Regions from separate parts of the Rattus norvegicus genome. Here region 2 is linked to region 1. Evidence: chromatin contacts called from public Hi-C data. All regions are on one chromosome and are shown on one strand. Each heading gives the region's core, a stretch centred on a gene start, on an enhancer-like site or on the middle of the called end of the contact. The rest is flanking DNA. Distances are from core to core; before and after follow the strand shown. Region 1 holds the start of Trpm5 (transient receptor potential cation channel, subfamily M, member 5). Region 2 holds the start of Slc22a18 (solute carrier family 22, member 18).

Evidence for each region. A called contact is a pair of places that touch in the nucleus more often than the background predicts.
Region 2: a Hi-C map of Schwann cells shows a contact between it and region 1, with 6 times the contacts expected there. The contact joins the promoter of Slc22a18 here to the promoter of Trpm5 in region 1. A contact is called at or near these places in 12 of 12 Hi-C or Micro-C datasets (the A7r5 cell line, the Rat2 cell line, Schwann cells and 7 more) and 1 of 1 datasets of contacts at active chromatin or transcription factors (oligodendrocytes).

The regions. Positions count from the first base shown.
Region 1 is chr1:207,704,641-207,710,635 of GRCr8, forward strand. It overlaps Trpm5 (transient receptor potential cation channel, subfamily M, member 5), which reads right to left and starts at 2,448. Exons shown (of 26, transcript NM_001191896.2): 1 at 2,360-2,448.
Region 2 is chr1:208,098,939-208,104,933 of GRCr8, forward strand. It overlaps Slc22a18 (solute carrier family 22, member 18), which reads left to right and starts at 2,235. Exons shown (of 11, transcript NM_001004260.1): 1 at 2,235-2,277; 2 at 2,929-3,182. The coding sequence starts at 3,063.

The DNA of each region.
Region 1 (5,995 bases), core at 1,198-3,697:
TGTCAGCTTGACATAAGCTAAGGTCATTTGGGAGGAGGGAATTTCAATTGAGAAAACGCCCACATCAGATGTCCTATAAGCAAGTCTGTGGGGCATTTTATTGATTAATGATGTACATGGGAAGATCCAGCTTACTGGGGACAGTACTACCCCTGGGCAGGTGGTCCTGAGTTCTATAAGAAAATCAACTGAGGAAACCATGAAGAGCAAGCTAGTAGCATGTCTGTCTTTGTGGACTCTGCTTCAGTTCCTGCCTCCACATTTCTGCCTTGAGCTCCCTTCATGGTAGACTGCATGGTGCAAATGGAAATTAACCCTTTCCTCTCTGAGTTGCCTTTGGCCATGGTATTTTATCAAAGCAGCAGAAAGCAGACCTAGGAGGACACCTGGGCCTCGCCTTGGCCTTTAGACCAAGAGAGTCATGTTACCCTGATTTTCCAGTGTGTGGCCCTATATGAAGGTAGCCACCATGGGTCACTGTGTGACCACAGTAAAGTCCCCTCCCTTGTCTCTGGTTCCTGTAATCAGGCCCAGCTCCTTGGTTCCTTGGATCCCCCACAGCCCATCCTGCCCCAGTTGTGGGAGATGTAAATTCACCCCACCCACCCTAGGAGTTCACACCCAGGGCCCTTGCAGGACAAGATTTGAATAAGGTCCTCCAGCCATGGGAATAAACAGCTGATGGGTTTCCTGTAGGAACCTGCCAAGGGTCACAGGCATGTCCCTGTGTGCCGGAACGAGGACTATAAGCTGGGAGGCCTGACCCAGCTGAGATGCAGTCCTGAAGTGTTAGGGACAAAAACCCAAAATCCAATAGCGGATGGGCTATGTGGCCTTTCCGAGGGCTCTGAGGACATCTTTCAACTCCCAGGGGCTCCAGGCCCTTTGTTTATAGGCCTGTGGCCTGTCCCTGCCTCTGTGGTCAGGGACTTGTGTCCGGGCATGTCTGTACTCTCCTCTTCCTATAAGAACCCCATCAGTGGGACGGGGCTCCCACCTTCCCTTCATCTCATCTACAAAGACCCTGTTTCCAGACAAAGCTCTCTTCAGGTCCATGTGAAAAACACAATGCTAACAGGAAATCTCACTATTGGGAACAGAGTCCCCAGTCACATCTGGACACGTTCTCTGGAATAAGAGAGGTAAGTCAAGCTGTATGTGTGCTCTGGGTTGGAGTATGGGAGTCATGTTGCTTGTCTTCAGTCTTTGGACTGGGGATGAGACTGGACCGCCCATTCTTCTTCCCACTTAGTTCCCTGTGGGAAAGTCGTGGACAGTCTCATTTTGGCTGGGGAGAGGAGTTCTCTGAGGCTCCTGAGTCTCTGGAGATTTCTTTTCCAAGGTCTAGGCCCTAGAGAGTGCCTTTCAAGATGGGGTTCAACAATACACCACCCACTCATGGACAATGGATTAGATAGACCCTGCAGGTCACCTTGCTTTGTTTCAGTATAGACTGGATAGATGGTCCAGACTCCTGGATGCCATGGAAGGTGGATGCAGCACCCAGGAACTGCCAGGCCTTGCTCTCCTCACCAGGCTGAGGTGGAGGGGCATTTGGGCAGGAGCCAAGCACCAGGCAAATGTGGCCACAAAGAGGGAAGGCATGCAAATAGGATTTGCATGTGCAGGTGTCTGGGTCTAAAATGCCCCCCTTTGCTGGTGGGTTTATTTGGGGGGGGGTGAGCTACAAGACTCTGATCATTTTCCTATGCCAGAACTCTGAAAGGCAAAAACCAGATACTTAAGACCATGGAGGCTCTTACTAGCTGAGACAGTCATAGAAACAGCCTGAACTTCTCAGCCCCTAATATGGGAAGAGCCCAGAGCATGACAGATCTGGCACCCAGACCCTGGGGTCCTGAACTTATTTGTCCCTAAACTCTGTGCCAGCTTAGAGCGATAGGTGGGTAAAACCACAATGACAAGAAGGTCACGGCATGCAGCAGGCATGAATTGGAATGGCATCCCTCATCCTCTCAGTGAGGCGACCTGACATTCCTGACAGAGCAGAACATAGACTCAACTATGAGGGGCTGTGTCCCCACCCCCGCCCCCTCCCCCAGCCCCTGAGCTCCGGCTGACCTTCCGAGGCGCTGTGGCAGATGTAATCTCCAAGTCTGAGGCTCACAGTTTGGATTGCTCTCCATCCAGACCCTCCCATACAATGGGTAGCCCCTTCCCTTGCCCATAGTAGACCTGTCCCCCTGATGCCATCCCTGATAGAGCTGAGGAAAGAAGAGCATGAGGTAGGAATGTGGCTAGAACATGGCTCCTACTTGCCCTTCCTACCTGCTCAGCAGAGGACTGGGCAATTTTCTGGCCCCATTCCCAGTGCAAGCTGACCCTGGTGTGAGCTTACCTGTCTGTTCCTTCCAGACTCCTGGCATGTAGCTGCTGGTACTGAATGTGGGAGCCACTCACCTACTTCAGGCTGTGTTCCTCCCTTGCTCCCCCCCCACACCACACCCAGCACCTGGCAGCCAATGATGTCTTAGAAAGCTGGGTGTGAGTGAACATAGGGTACCACCCAGCCACCAAGGGTCAGGTTGGTGCCATTGGTCTGAGAGCACATCCAGGCTGGCCAGGAAGCTGTACCCACTGTTAAGAGGGGTTAGATGAAGCATGGATCCTGCCCTTTTCTCCATGGGCTCCACCCAGCACAGTCAAAGAAGGCAGCCTGGGTGCCTGCGCTCTAACCTCCTCGAGGTCAGAGGACAGATGGGAATTCTGCTTAATTTCTCACCAAGCCTCAGTTTCTCTAGTTGAAGAAACAAGGACTGTCTCAAGACCACATGATCCATGAAAGGATGTCCGGCAAGTTTTCCCAAGGAGGATAAGCAAGCAGGTGAATTGTTCCCTGGTCCCAGGAGGTCTGGAGATGTCTGCTCTGATCTGTGGTATGCCAACATCCTGGGGAATCCTACAGTGTGGGTGAGCTGAGTACTGTCTACTTACCAGTTGGGCAGTCAGTGCCTTGGGGACTGGATGAGACTGCCTCTAAACTAAAGCTCAGGATTGATGCTTGTAGGATAGACTGTACTTTTCAAGGCTGTGATACTGGCCATTTTCATCTAGCTTCTTCGTCACTGAATTCCAGTTTCTTTGCCTGCAGACCGAGATCCTCGAGCCCAGTTTCCAGGGGGTTGTGGGTAACTGTGGAGGAAGGACCCTCCTGACAGCATTTATCTGGCCCTCGTAGCCATGAACCCCAGGGATAGGGTCTGGGGTTGGGCAGCAGTCAAGGACCCAACATTAGCCACCAGAGGGCGCCAGGATCATAGGCAAAGACAAGACCTGGGTGGGGCGGGGAGGTAGCTACCGCAGGCTAATCAAGGACAGGGGTTTCCTGGCTTTGCTTTGAGCAAGAGGGCTACAGTTACATGACCATTTGAGCTAGCATGTTCCTTAGCATATCTGCCATGCTACCTTGACATAAGCCGGGTCCATTTGCGGTTCTTCTGGAATTACAGGCTGGTCTGGGGCCAAAGGCTCAGAACCAGCCCCAGTCACTTGGCCCCTGAAGAGCAGGGACCATAAACTCTCAGGGTTTGAGAGCTTTAGGGTCCAGTTCTAGAGGAGGGGACATATCGGGGACCTAAGTGGAATGGCCAGATCTTAGCATAGAACAAGGCCAGAGTCCATTGGATTTTGGAAAGCTAGCCTAACTTCGTGCCCACCAAGCAATCCAGGGCCTAGCCTTCCTATGTCTGGGGATTATATGGAGAATAGGAGTGCTTCCACCACCCTTCCTTCATCTGCTGCTGCCCCTTTACCTCCATCTTTTGGACACTTGAAGGGCTGCACCAGACATTCCCTAGCCATTCCCAGGCCAGTGCCATATTATGGTTCTCCTTACCCACAACCTTCTGTGGCCCCTGTGATCCTAATAATCAAACCCCAAAAGGCCCTGGCACCTTTTCTTCTGCTACCTTGGGGTACCACTCCTTGGAGCATCTCCTACAAGCTTGTCACCACAGGCTCCCATGTCCTTCAAGGACCCCTTCACCCAGGACCTCATCAGCACAGGGCACATCCCCTGTACCTCTCCTCTCAGGCACTCCAGCTGCATTGCTCAGTGTTGCTTTGTTATCTGAAATGATCTTTGTTTCCTCATTTGCCCATCAACAGCGGCTTCCCCCATAGGACTGCTGGATACCGGGCAGTCAAGTGCAGAATGTGACTGTGCTCAAAGGCTGTTGTGTGCCTGGGCATGTGCATGTGCATGAGCCTATGGGGGCCTTAGTGGGGTCTGTGGAGGCAGACATTTAGTGGGAAGCAGCTTCCAAACTATTCCAGGTCCTGGGCAGGTAGACCTTGGGCAAGGCTAAATTGGCCGTACGCTCTCACTATAAGCGAGCTAGCATGTGATGAGAGGTCGTAGACTCGAGGTGCCATGGGAGGGATGCCTAAATTGCCCTTGATGGCTGCTTCCCTACATTGATCACTGGTTGGCTGATAGCTGCCCTCCCCTCTCTTAATTTTATTTTTCTTGGATATTTTACGTATTTACATTTCAAATGTTATCCCCTCTCCCCCCTCTCCCACACCTCCTCCCCTCCCCTTGCCTCTTTGAGGATGCTCCCACTCCCACCCACCCACTCCCACCTCAATGCCCTGGCATTGCCCTCCATTGGGGAAACGAGCCTTCACAGGACCAAGGGCTTCTTCTCCTATGGATGCTGGACGATGCCATCCTCTGCTACATATGTGGCTGGAGTCCTTCTATGTGTATTCATTGATTAGTGGTGCTTCTGTCTCTCTTGTGGTTGCTCTGACTAGTGCCAGGAAGATCCTTCCTCTTGGGTGAGGCTGTGTCCCAGAGGGCAAGTCTCCAGCAAGGGATGCTCCCACCCCAGTTTGTGTCCCCAAGGTAGCAGTTTTCCTTCCCACTACTGACTGTACAGTCTCACTAACTGCCTTCCATGCCCACCTGCTCAAAAGCCAAGTCTAACATCCTTGAGGCCTAGTGTTCTTAAGTAGCCTGAGCTATCTCAGAGGTGACACCTAGGTCTAGGCTGGAGCAGAAGAGGCCAAAATCTGGTAGGCCTTCTAGTCTCCCCAGCTTGCATAATTTTGTACCCAAAGGCCCCCAGCATACTTTTGGGAGAGAAACTATTTCCTAGGACAAGACACTAGCCCAAGGGCCCTGCTCCATTCTGCCCCTAGACTCAGTCCTGTCTCTGCCTTCTGTGGAGAGATATACTCTGCAGGCCCAGAAATTTTGCATTTCTGGCTTTGGCACTCAGAGAACCGAGGACCTCTCCTTCCCACAGCAATTCTAAGGCCACCTATGTTGCCCTCATTGCTTTAGTACCTTTCTTTTTTTTTTTTTTTTTTTTTTGGTTCTTTTTTTCGGAGCTGGGGACCGAACCCAGGGCCTTGCGCTTCCAAGGTAAGCGCTCTACCACTGAGCTAAATCCCCAGCCCCAGTACCTTTCTTGACTCAGGATTTTTGTACAACATATTGGACTCTTGTCCGTGGCCTCCAAGTTGGCAACAATGGTTTGGGAGGGCAAGGACAGAGCATAGCAGGCCTTAGGCCTCCGCTCTGTCTATTAGCCTGGCCCTGATTCTGGTCCTATCCCACAGTTGTAGACCAAGGCCAGAAGGGCTGAGGGACCAACTCAGAGCTCCTGCCAGGACTCTAATGGAAACTAATGGTTGATTTCCTGACCTCATGGCCTGCACTTGGCTTCCATGCACACATCTGTGTCCCAAATACATGCTGTCTTTAAAGGTACTTGTGTGTTTCTATGGATGCAAAGCAGGTACAGGACTGGTAGCCAGCCTCAGTGTGGCATCGGCTACCAGCCCTGTGCCTGTTCCAGGTCCTGTCAGGCAAGGGGGATGATGACCATGATGAGCGTTTCCTGGGAGTTGATAAGGACATACCAAGGTGAGCATGCTTAGGTCAGCACCCAGGATATCTGGAGAATTGACAACACCCACCCATTCATCAATGACCTGTCCAGGCATCTTGTTTTGGTGTGTGTGT
Region 2 (5,995 bases), core at 985-3,484, 390 kb after region 1:
TTTGAGTCATTGGTTCCCATTTGGTTAAGACTGTATTAGGAAAGCTTAGGAAACATGGCCTTACTGGAGAAGTATGTCATGGGGGCAGAGCTGGAAGAGTTCTGCACTCGCTCACTTACAGTTCAAACCATGCCCTCTCAGCTTCCAGTCACAGCTCCCCTGCCTCAGCTCTGCCACCACGGACTGTTGGCCCCTGAAAACAAAAATTCAAATAGCCTCTTCTCCTCCTAAGTTCTCTTGGCCATGGTGTTTTATCACTAATACACACACTGTCAAAACTGAGATGTTATCTGTCTCCCTCAACACAGACACTTTAAACAAGCTAATAAAAGACACACAGTGCTAGGGCTGGAGAGATGGCTCAGTGGTTAAGAGCTCTTCCAAAGGTCCTGAGTTCAATTCCCAGCAAACATACGGTGGCTCAAGCCATCTGTCATGGCGATAAATGGTATAAAGATGCCCACTTCTGGTGTCTGAAGTCAGCAACACTGTACTCAGGTACATTAAATAAGTAAGTCTTTTTCTTTAAAAAAAAAAGATACATTGTATACATGTATGAAATTGGCAAAAAAAAAAATAGACAAATGATACTCTCTTCCTTTAAATAGATCGCAGCCTGCACACGGTAAATCCTCAACGGTTATGAGATAAAGGAGGTTCCTACTTCACAGGCACATCATTAGGCCGAGGCAATCACATAGGCAGTATCTCTCTTCTCAGGGAAGCTGTGGGGTGTCCTGAACCCCAGTACACAGTGGTCACTTTCTCAGCACATGTAGCCACATTCACACCCCTCTATTTTTGCCCCTAGCCCCACGGGACCTTTTAAGTCTAAGCCCCATCAGGTGTTCTCAGGTGCCTGAGCCCGGCCACACTGCTCCTACTGCCTGTCAAACCCTGTCTACACCTGATACACTGGGCTCCTCCTTAGAGCCCTGCTAAGAAGCTGCCTCCCAGCCAGGACCCAGATAAGAATCAACCCTTCCTACAGCTGTCCGGATTAGTCTCCTTGGCAGAACGGTGGCCCCATGTGAGTGATATTGGTCCTCAGAGAAGGCTACTTCCTCTTCAGGAGGCGATCCCAGGTTCTAGTGTTCCCTGTTCCCTTCCTAGCCAGAAGGGCAATTTTCCCACACTCCCTCACAACCAGGAAGTGCCCCACCCCTCCAGAGTTTGTTTCCGAACAAGAACAACAAGAACGAAAGCTGCCTGTTCCCCCACAACTGCAAGCTCTGTTTGTGGGTAAGTAGCCTGCCTCTTGTTGTTTAGCATGAACACTGGAGGACCTTTGACCTTTCCTGACTGTCCTGAGGCAGTCTTACTCATCCAAGCTCTGCCCCCAAAACCCTGGCATCAGTAAAGATGTCACAATAGGTAACAATTAACCCAATCAGGGAGCTGACCTGACAGGAACTATTCCGCATCTCTACCCCCATGGAATTCAGAAGGACCTGGACTCTGATCTTTCCCCAGGAGTCCTGAGATTCCATATCCCCTGAGTCCTCTCCTTCCCATAATCAGCCTTCCTCTCATCCTTCCTGGAAGCCCTGGCTAACTGGGTGTCCTCCAACCCTCAGAGAGCTGTGATGTGTTCCTATACCCTCCTGGCAGAGGACCTGGGAATACTTGCAATATATCTACACTTGCAACACGTCTCCCATCCCAATTTTCCCGTTGGAATCTACTGCACAGAAATGTTAGAACAGGGCAGACAGGATGATGTGGAGAGGTTAGGGGAGGCATTTCTGTAGCTCCAGAAGCCTCTTGGTCAGTGGAGAGAGATTCGGTGCCCAAGAACTACCCAGATAAATGTATCACTGTGCCTCCCCTGGCTTCTGCTTTCCCTTTGACTGGATCCCAGAGCCATCTCCCCTCCTCTTCCTCCTTCTTCTCCTCGTCTTCCCTCCCCAACCCTAAATGGACACCCTGTGTTGCTTAAGCGGTCAGAATTCCAACTTCCTCGGGATCAGGGTCCAGGGCCCGGCCAAAGCCTGACACTTAGAACTTCGCAATCCCCACTGGGGAGCGCGGGGGGAGGGACCTCGGGAGGCATGTCTTGATTGGCCAATGAATGCTCAGAGACTGTGTGGCGGGCTAGCCCAGATCCCAGGGTGGGTGGAGCGAGCTCCCAGGCCGGAGGGCCAGCCCTGGTGAAGTGGGAGGACCCAAGCTATTGTGGGGTGGGGCTTTTCCGGGTGACTGCGGAAGGGCCTGTGTCAGGAAACAGGAGGGCTCACCCACCCGGAACACAGGCCCACTTTCTCCCGTCAAAAGCAGGTACCCGAGCTCACCTGTTGAGCTTCCAGAGCCCAAGATGCCCACCTGGGTGCAGCTCGGGGCCCTTGATGAGATGTTGGGCAAAGGCAGTAGGGCCCTAAATGAAACCAGGCAAAATTTTGAAAGGGGCTCAGACTGGCCGCAAAATCCTGTTCCCACCCGTGGAGGAAGTTAGGAGGGAGGAAAGTACCCTACTGTGAGGCTGAGCTGCTCTGTAAGGACGAGGTCTGAAACGCTGAGCTGTTCCCCAGTCCCTACTGCACTGCAATTCCAGACAACTCTGGAACTGGAGGCAGGTCCCTGAAGAAGGAAGGTGGGGCCGAGAGGATCCCTGCAAAATGACTTTAAACCATCCCCGTACCCACCAAAAGCAATAGCCAGAAACCACACCCGCCTGCATTTCTCCTAGAAATAAGGCGTGGGGTCTCCCTGAGGAGGACACCTGTGGCTTTGCCGGATGCCCCTTTCAGGTGGAGGAGGTGCCCCACACACATACAAGGGTCGGGTGCCCTGTCTCCTCTTCTATGGAGACTAGGACTTAAACCAGGAGCTGGCAGGTGGGGAGGGTAGCTGACCCATTCTTGAAGGTCGAGGTAGCTGGAGAAGCTGGTGAGTTCTGCAGTCGGCCACTGTCTTCTCCCTCTCCTACAGGCACAGGCCACTCCTTCCAACCTGGTGAGTCAGCATCCAGCCAGAATCAACAGGACTTTTGCCCCTTGCCTACTGCAAGGCTTGCTCTCCTCTAGTTCCGGTCCCTCCGGGACTCTGGATACCTCCTGCCCAGGATGTCTGGCCAGCTCCCCAGCAGCATGGTTGCTCTGCCCCGGCAGGGGATCATCATACTCACCTATGTGCTGGCGGCCCTGGAGCTAACATGTCTCTTCATGCAGTTCTCCATCATACCAGTGAGTAGCACCCACAGCCCTCACCAGAAGCCCCACACTGCCTTCCTGATGGGCAACGGCAGGGAGCAAGGTGGGGTTTGATACTGGATAAGTTAAGGATCCTAGGAACTGGGCCCATTGATCCCATCACCACCACTTCTGCCCTTGAGAGAGTACCCTCCTCCTCCTGTAACCACACTGCTCCTGCCCCCGTTCTTTCAGAGCACCTCTGCTCAGCACCTGCTCAGCTCCTGTCCCAAAGGGCTGAATGCAGTCCCAGTTCTTTCTGACATCATGTCTGTCCATCCCTTTGCCCTGCTGGGCATCCCCTATGTTTTCTTATGTCCACACTAGATACCTTATTCCATATTACCCATTCCACTGGTTTTTCTCCCACCCACCAAAATATGAGGACAGGGACTTGATCCCACAAGAGCCTTGCTGAGCTCTACCTGGATCAAGGAAAGGTGGGGCAGAATAGTCACTATTGCCCATCCACACCCTTTGGTTCATTCCTACTTTTCACTATCATTTAGTCACTCAACAAACCTTTATGGAGTTGGCCCACAAGGTGGCAGCATCTAAAAGAGCTTAGAACTCAGAGGTTGACTCTCCATCTCCTATTTCCGTCTAACCTGGGTCCACAGACAACCTTTAAATGACCCCTCAGAGATTCTCAAAGCCCAAGCTGGCTGGAGTATTGAGTTGAGGTTGGTTCTGTGCTGGGCTTGGGCCCCACTCAGCATATGGACCTGGCCCTCAGTAGGCTGGTCAGTAGGCCATGCTAGGCAGAAATGAGATGCCCAGCCACACGAGAATTTAGATTGAAACCAAACTTTGTTCACATTATACTCCAAAGTCCAAGGTTCAGGGAAACAGAAAAAAAGTCAGATAAGACCGGAAAGGATAATCTAAACCCTGGCTCTCTGGTCCTCCACTCCTCTGTTCCCTGGAGCCCAGAGGAGCAGAGATGGCCTTTTTGGGCAGCTGGGGAAATGGGTTAGAGGTAGCCCTGACCTTTGTCACCATTCTGGGAGTGGCAGACATTCCCAGCTCAGAACTCCACCCTTCATCTTACCTCCTAAGTAGAGTTCTGCTCAGTCACATATGGTAAGGTTCCCCATCGCAAGCCTCCTTCCTGAAATGTGGGAGCCTGGGCAGGAGCCTTCTTTTGCTTCTCATTAAAGGAGAGTTGGTACTAGGACCTGCAGTGGCTCCCAGAGAGAGGCCCCCGTTGGCCAGTCTATCCTCATTAAGTCCTGTGAGCAGAGACACTGGACTGGGAAGCAGCGGGGGGCACATAGGACCAGGCAGCTGCCCTCAGAGCTGGCAGGGTTTGAGCAGTGGTGGCTGATGAGTTACGCTGTACAGTGCAAGAAGAAACGGCTGGGAGTGAGAAAGGGTGAGGGTACTGAGGTCTGAGGGTAGATGGCAGATGTGGGGTCAGGAAATTTTGGCTGAGAAGACCAAGGTGGAGGACTGAAGGTGAAAAGCGTTGCTGGTGCAGAGGCCCTGGGGTAGTGCTGAGCCTGCAGCTACAGAGGGATGAGGTCCCAGGACCACACCCGTCAGATGCTGAAGAGATTCCAGGATGAGAGATTCCAGGATGGTTAGGGAGAGCTGAGGAGAGGTGAGAAAGGGGCAGGTCTACGGCATGTGAGGGTGAGAGAAAGGAATTCAGAGAAGACACTGGCACTTTGGACCCAATTCCAGGAGGATGGAGATGCTACCAGTGGTGGAAAAAACAGTAGGGACCTAACTGGCTAAGAGCACTGGCTGCTTTTCCAAAGGACAAGGGTTTGATTCCCAGCACCCACATGGTGGCTCACAATCACTTGTAACTGTAGTCCCAGGGGACAGGATGCCCTCTGTGGCACTACACATATATGGTGCACAGACTCTATGCCAGGAAAACAGCCCTACACATAAAATAAAATGAAAGAGAAAAAAATTGTTTTCCTTTTCTTTTTTTCGGAGCTGGGGACCGAACCCAGGGCCTTGTGCTTGCTAGGCAAGCGCTCTACCACTGAGCTAAATCCCCAACCCCAAAAGAAAAATTTTAAAAAAATGTTCAAGGAGCCAATCAGGATTGAGGAGGGCAGGTGCTCAGCGGTTGCTACACTATGCTGAAGATGATTTCGGGCATGGTACAAAGTAGAGGAGGGTATGCTGGTAGTGGGAAGAGGCCTGGGCTCTGCGGGGAGGAGGTGGTGACAACAAACACTCCAAACTTGAGGGGAGGCCAGCCGAGACCAGTGACAGTCGAGGTAGGAGACCCAGGACAGTCTAAGCACAGGGTCACAGAGAAAGAAGCAATCCACCTGAGTCAGTGCCAATCAGAGAGGCCTGCTGGAGCTGCCCTGAGCTGACCTCGTGAGGAGAGAGGAATGAGGAAAGTAACTGCTTCAGGCAAGGCGGGAGAGATAGCAACTGAAACAGGCTCGAGGAGCGCTGACAAGAAGGCACTAGGAAAAGTCCTTGTTGGGTGACCTTGTTGGAATGGAGGCCCACCAGGAAGGCCTCAAGAGAAGAGAGGGGAACTGAAGGAATGTTATCCTTAGCATAGGGCTAAAGACTCAGGTAAAGGACGATGGGAGGAGGAAGGGAGGAGGCACAGGTTTGGAGGGAGACAGTGCCTCAGACCTCCGAAATGCAGCTAAGGTGGGGATAAGATCCTGGGGTCTCAGGATTGCTTGGGTTCTCTATAGAGACTCTGCCACTTCCCTTCTCCTATCAGATAGTCACACACACACACACACACACACACACACACACACACACACACACACACACACACGAAGGGCTGAATTCTAAGGAATTCACAGAGCAGACTG